Linked DNA regions of Mus musculus: region 2 is linked to region 1. A link is a contact called in public promoter capture Hi-C data. All regions are on one chromosome and are shown on one strand. Each heading gives the region's core, a stretch centred on a gene start, on an enhancer-like site or on the middle of the called end of the contact. The rest is flanking DNA. Distances are from core to core; before and after follow the strand shown. Region 1 holds the start of Fam83b (family with sequence similarity 83, member B). Region 2 holds the start of Gclc (glutamate-cysteine ligase, catalytic subunit).

Region 1 (3,529 bases), core at 387-2,886:
CACACACACACACACACACGATAATATAAATATAATCTTTTAAAATATCTTTTAAAAAATATTCTCAATAAACAAGCATGACTATACACTGTAAGGCATGTGTGACAACTACAGGAAGCGACCAACAGATAATTAGCTAATAATTAATTATTGTAATTATATTTTAAAATAATTACAATTAACAATTAATCGTTATACATATGTACATAGATTACTTATTCCACCCCAAGAATGTTGCCAGTTAAGAAGTAAACTCAAAAGCATAATCGCAGAGACATCACTGAGTCAGCACCAGGGGTGTGGTTTGTCTCTGCATCTGTGCAATCCCTTTCACCAACTCTTCAACTGAGCTACTTCCCACAGTAAATTCTGAGCAGCTGCAGTCTCCACCTGCCAGGCTTAAAAAGGAGATCCACCCATCCCCTCAGGCAGGCTCTGCAGGCTGCACCAAACACCCTTGGTAGAAGCATACATCCCTAATGTCCCAGTCCCAAAAGCAAAGGGGTGGAATTAGCAATCTGATGGTGTAGGGACAGCTAGCTACTGTGCTTGGAACTAAGAGTGACAGTAAGTAGAAGACTGACAGATCTCCGCCCCACTTTGCAATCATCATTGGTTCTTTACTTTGGAAAACTCCAAGCTGTTTTCTCTCCTAAGCTCCTCTCATCATCTTCCTCCTTTCCCTGTGGCTTGTCAGCTCTGATTCAGCATCAGTCAGATGTCCTTGGGCCCTTGGGCTTGTTGGGATGAGAAAGGGAAAGAAGGGAGGTGCCTGCCAGTAACCTGGATTTAGGAGGTTGAGTCTGAAAATGGACTGTGGGAAATTATAATCTCGCTTCAACTGCTTGCAACCAGCATGTCTTCTTGTCTCTTGATATGTATTTATTTAGTCTCCACCTCTAGATCAGAGAGACCTTGTAATCTGTAGCCTTATCACACTAACCATAGCCAAAGGGCCGCCGGCATTCCCATAACCTCCCATCTGTCCTAAAAAGCACTATTGTCTTTTTACACACTCATGATCCCAGCAGTAAACACAAGCTCTCCGCTCCCTCGCTCACAGGAAACCCATCAGACAGAACAGGCTTGAAGTCTCCAAGACCCTTCCAGAAGCCACCTCTGTGCTTAAGGTCACAACCTACAGGGGCGGATTCCCAAGGGATCAGAACCATCTGGAGAGCTCAGTGAGGTCACAGACCCAAGGCACCCCAACTGTAATTAATCATCCAGCAGAGAGAAAGTGGATCATAGAAAAACTCTTCCTCTTCAACTTCTGCTTGGTCTTTGAGCTCTCTCTGCAGCCGAGCTCTGGGCTTCCTGGTAACCCAGACCCGTCCATTTCCACCCTCTTCCCTCGCTCTCCCCAGACCCTCTTCCACCTAATCTTCTCTGAGGGTCCTTCTCGCCAGCAGGAAATTCATCAAGCGATCCTGGGGGGGGCGGCGCCTGTTCTCTAGACCGCACCTCCAAAGTCAGAGACATCACTTTCAAAACTTTGTAACTCCCTCTCCCCAAGTCCAAGGAAGAGTCCTGGAGCGCAGCCCCGCACTCTGCAGGCCCCGTCCGGTCCCCGTGCTCCACTCACCCGCCGCCACTGCTGCCGCCGCCGCCGCTGCGAAGGTGGCGCCCAGGAAGCTGGGAGGAGGGAGGCGCACCTGCGCGGGCGGCGGGCGGGAGCTGGCCGCACCTCCCGGGCGGTGCCGAGCGTGTCACCAGGGGGCGGCGAGTTGCAACAGGTCCCGATTCTCTACACAGAGTAGCACACACGGCCCAGCGCCCTGTCTGAACTCAAAATCCCAGCCCTGCACACAGCACTCTTTCTTTTCCTCCTCGCCCGCCGGGCTGGGACGCTGGAGCAAGTCTGGACACCTGCGCGCTGCGAGCAGGGACCCGGAAAAGCCAAGCACACCTGGGAAGAAGGTGGACCTTTGAGCTGGACAGGGGTGCTTTCCGCCTGGCTCTTGGGCTCCAGGATGCACTCTGGAGCCCCAAGCTTTGGAGCAGGGCTGACCCGCAGCCCGTAGCCCACAGCCCGCAGGGCAGGCCCCCTGGCTGGTTTGGAAAAGACAGAGATTGAAAGGTAGTTGAAAGAAAGAATTTCAAAAACCAGCAGCTTGGGTATGGATTTTCGACTGTCTTGATTTACTTGGAAGGAAAGGACAGAGTTGAAAACAGGGATGTCAGCAATACAAGCAGCTCTCTCCTGGGAACAATGGAAGAAGCAGAGACTGAAATTTGATTTGTTTAATTAAATGTATTTATTCACTTTACAACCCAAATATCAGCTCTTCCTCTCCTCCCAGTGCCCCCCTCCCCTCAAGTAAGTCCTCTCCCCATTCCCCTGAGAGGGGAAGCCCCCTTCTGGGTGTCAGGCCACACTGCTGTCATCCCACCACTACCCTACCCACGCTGAACATTAAGTTGCTGCAGGACTAGGCATATCCTCTCCTATGGAGGCCAGACAAGGCTGTCCATTTAAGGGTGTGGGATCCACAGGCAGGCTGGTAGGCAACAAACAGACTAGGATAGCCCCTGTTCTCCTTGTCTGAGGGACCTGCAGGAAGAACAAACTGCTCATCTGCTACACATGTGCAGAGAGCCTAGGTCAAGCCGTGCTCACCCAGGTTAGTGATTCATTCTCTGGGAGATTCCAAGAGTCCAGGTTAGATGACACTCTGTTGGTCTTCCTGTGGGGTCCCTGTCCTCTTCGGGTCCCTCAATCTCAAATGTGGTCTGTCTACACGATGGAATACTGCTCAGCCATTAAAAACATCCTGAATTTCGCAGGCAAATGGATGGAACTAGAAAATATCTCCCTGAGTGAAGTAACCCAGACCGAAAAGGACATGCATAGTATGTAGTCACTTATAAGTGGATATTAGCCATAAAGTACAGATAACCATGCTACAATCCACAGACCCAAAGAAGCCAAAGAACAGGAGAGTTCAGGGAGTCAGTCTCAGAAGGAGAAACCAAATAGAACAAATAGATATTGGAAGTCTATGGAAGGAGGGAACTGCGTGGAAGAGGGGAGTGGGGCAGGAGGAGGATTATGTAGGAAGAGCAGAGGAGAAAGGAAATCAGCTGAGGGACAAGGGGCGGAGACAATCTCTAGGATGTGCCAGTGACCTGGGATGGGGAGAGGCTCCAGAAGGTCTAAGGGGGCAACTCTAGTTGCGATTCCTAGCAGGATATGGATCCTGAAGGGGCCACCTCCTGTAGCCAGGCAGGACTCCCAGTGGAAGGATACGGACAGTAACCCACCCACAAAGCCTTGGACCCAAAATGTGTCCTGCCTGCAAAATGTACAGGCACAAAGACAGAGCAGAGTCTAGAATGTCTAACCAATGACTGCCCCAAGCTCAGACCCATCCCATGGGCAAGAACCAATCCACGACACTTATCATTGATACTCCCTTGTGCTTGCAGACACGAATCGAGCAAAGCTGTCCTCTAAGAAGCTCCACCCAGCAGCTAGATGGAGCTTCAGAGTCTTATGGAAGAGCTGCAGTTTGATTTTAACAGAAAC
Region 2 (3,529 bases), core at 344-2,843, 1.2 Mb after region 1:
GAGGACACAATAAGGTAGTGGGCAGTAAGTAGTGAAGATTGAGTGGTGGTGGTGTTAGAATGGTTTTTTAAAAGAATATTATTCCAGCTATGTGCGAGAGAGAGACAGCATCATGTCTCCTCAGTTTTAGATGCCATCTAACCTGTGCACATACTTAAATGCATTCCACTGTGCAAATCACAGCCACACTTTCAGTATCTGTGGCCCCAAGCTCTTTGATGGCCTCATTCAATGAGGAAATATTCCTATCATGCATTCATCGATTAGTGTTCATTGAATGTTGTGATGAGTGTTCATTAACTATTAAATCTAAAGCAAATGTGGAAGTCCATGCCTCTAATCCCAACACTCAGGAGGCTGAGGCACGATGGCTGCCTGGAGTTCAAGGCCAGGTTGGGCTATCTAGTGAGATCTTGTCTCTAAGTAACTACATGTTGAAAATGTAGTTACAATGTGTGTGTGGGGGGGGGGAGGGTGTAATAAATGTTTTCTGCCCTCTGTACATGAATGGATCATCTAGTTACTGCATATATTTATACAGTTGCAAAACATTAATCGAATAACTATTCGGGCAAGGTACCTTCCCTTCGTTCCCACGGAATCCAGTTCCCAGAGCCTTCCGCACTCAGGGTAAAGCTCTCCTGAGCAATAGAATGACCACCGCTGGATGGACCTTCGGTTCTGAAGGTGGGGAAACTTCTGAAGAAACTTCTCACACTGCACACTTGGAGACAAGACAAGACAAGACCTCTTTTGCACAGTGAGTGATCTCTGTGCCGACCAGAGATCCCATTGGCAAATAGTTAACGTACAGGGTTTACAATGATGATATACATATATCTAATCCCTGCCCATACATGGACGCATGTAAATAACCAGCAATCAACTCTATGCATATCCATGCCATGTGGAGTCGTACAACATTTATTAAAAAGTATTACTCAGCCAGGCAGTGGTGGCACATGCCTTTAATCCCAACACTTGGGAGACAGAGGCAGGCAGATTTCTGAGTTCAAGGCCAGCCTGGACTACAGAGTGAGTTCCAGGACAGCCAGGGCTACACAGAGAAACCCTGTCTCGAAAAACCACACATACACACACACGCACACACACTCACACAGTATTACTCAGCCAGGCGTGGTAGTGCACATAATTGATCCCAGCACATGGGAGGCAGGAGGATCTCTATGAGTTCGAGTCCAGCAAAGCCAGTCCAGGACAGCCAGGGCTACACAGAGAAACCCTGTCTTGAAAAACCAAGAAGAAAAAAGAAAAAAAAAAAAAGGATTACTCTTAACTTTATACCCTTTCTACCAGTACAGAGTTGAACAGATATTCAGATATTTCAGCTCTCTCTCTCTCTCTCTCTCCCTCTCCCCCCCTCCCTTTTTTTTTTTTTTTTTTTTTTTTTTTTTGACCCAGTTTTCTCTTAGGACCCAGACTTTTCAGTCCTTATTCGCAGACAGCCCCGCCCCCCCGCGGACACCCTCGGCCTCAGCCCCGCCCCCGCCCCAGGCCCCACCCACGACCTGCCGCTTCGTTCCCCGCCCCCGCCGCAGCCTATAAAATCTGGAGCGCGGCGCACGGAGCGGCAGGCGCGGAACTGGGCATGCTCTGTGTCGCCGCAGCTTTGGGTCGCAAGTAGGAAGCCCGTGCACGACACCGGCGGCGCCGAGTGGAGCGCTGCCGCGGCGGCCAGGGCCGCAGGGCCGGCGTGGGAGCGCGAGACCGGGCGGCGGCGAGAGACCCCGACCCGGGCTGTCAACCGCGCGGCGGGGTCCGAGCCGGAGCGGGAACGGACGGGACGCCCGCCGCGCGGCCCGAGGGCGCCCCCAGAGCGGAGCTGCGGCCGGGAGGAGGACGCGGCCATGGGGCTGCTGTCCCAAGGCTCGCCACTGAGCTGGGAAGAGACCCAGCGCCACGCCGACCACGTGCGGAGGCACGGCATCCTCCAGTTCCTGCACATCTACCACGCAGTCAAGGACCGGCACAAGGACGTGCTCAAGTGGGGTGACGAGGTGAGCCCGCGCGCCTTTGTTCGGCCAGGCCGCCCGCGGCCCCGCCACCGGCCCGGGCTCGGCGCTGGCCACTCGGGCTCATTCATTCCTGTCGGGAGGCAAGCCGCTCGGACACAGGGAGGGCCTGAGCGGGAGGAGTGTGAATATCTGCCTCCCGGCGTCCGGTCGCACTGTTCGCCTTGGAGATGAGTGTGTACAGGACCGACTTGCCCGGCTGGCTTGCTATCACGTTTCAAATCTCCAGGGTGTTTGCTTCGGCCCTCGGTTTTCTCTAGCTCTTTTTCTTAAACGCCTGACACATCTCACATCTGTCCGCAAACTTTAGAGTTATACATTGCAACAAATACATTGCTAGACCTAAGGACTTGGGGTTGTCTTCCTAAAAGACGGGAGACTTCATTATCCGGTTTAACTGTAAATGCTTACAACTTAGAGGTTAGGTAAGACTGGTTAGAGCCAGCAGCTAAGCGTTACCAGTCAATGCTAAAACTTGTGCATGATCTCTGGGACCCATTTGTTCGAACCATCTGAAAGCGGCAACGCTAAAAACATTTTTTTGTGTGTGCATCCCCTATTTTTAAATAAGCACATTGATAAAAAGATACATAAAGTTAAATAACCTCTTGAGTCTGACCTTTATTGTGTGGGGTTGGCATTTACGGCAGATAGCGTGCCACTCCTGTATGTATTTATCGTTTAGTATTATCCTTGGGCTAAGTTTCAAAGTGTTGCTGTACCGGCATAGACTAGCTTGCGAAAAGTTAGTTTTTCTGTATCTAATGTTGGTAGATGATTCTGCCATCTGCAGCTGAAAGAATTATGCTTGGCCTAAGGAAGTATTAGGACTAATATATATTCCTACAAAAAAAATTGTCTATCACCACATTTTCTTTCAGGAAAGGGACACACTCGTTTGGCAGTTCTCCAGTTTTAGTCCAAAGTTTGTTGTGTATTTACATTTGACAGTTCTTCATTTGTGTTCCGTGTATCATATACAGGGCAGGGATATTATGGGTTTTATCCACTTGTTTTTCCTAGGGCCTAACTAGGAAATATATATAGTTGGCAGCAGCAAATTGTGGCGTCCTTTAAGGTTCTCATGGAACCAGCCACTGTTGAGCAATCAAAAATTTACTTTTCGCTGTCTTGCTAGGACTCCATAAAGACAAAAATAAAAACAAATGAATGTCTTTATAACCATTTGGAGTTGAACTTCATCCGCAGATGTTCAGTGCAGTCGAAGCACAGTGGTTCACCATGCCCCTTGCCTTTTCTCTACTAACCAGGAACCTCCCGGATCCAGATCCTTCTTTCTGTTTTAGAAAAAAAAAAAAAAAACGCTCCCCCTGTTGGCAGGAAGAGCATGTACAACTAACTGCCTGTTTGGAGAGACTTCCCATGGCAGACGAGTAAAGTGAGTGGTGTGAGAGGAACAGCAGAGCAGGACCTCAGGTGTACCACACATTTCCATCGTGACGGGATCTGGTGAATAGAGTCGGTACCAAGTTTAC

What was found. Capture Hi-C pulls out chosen DNA fragments and counts their contacts.
Region 2: a contact with region 1 is called in a promoter capture Hi-C map of pancreatic islet. The contact joins the promoter of Gclc here to the promoter of Fam83b in region 1. A contact is called at or near these places in 1 of 39 promoter capture datasets (embryonic stem cells), 1 of 115 datasets of contacts at active chromatin or transcription factors (extraembryonic endoderm stem cells) and 1 of 9 other capture datasets (pancreatic islet).

The regions. Positions count from the first base shown.
Region 1 is chr9:76,565,479-76,569,007 of GRCm38.p6, forward strand. It overlaps Fam83b (family with sequence similarity 83, member B), which reads right to left and starts at 1,637. Exons shown (of 5, transcript NM_001045518.2): 1 at 1,586-1,637.
Region 2 is chr9:77,752,942-77,756,470 of GRCm38.p6, forward strand. It overlaps Gclc (glutamate-cysteine ligase, catalytic subunit), which reads left to right and starts at 1,594. Exons shown (of 16, transcript NM_010295.2): 1 at 1,594-2,018. The coding sequence starts at 1,869.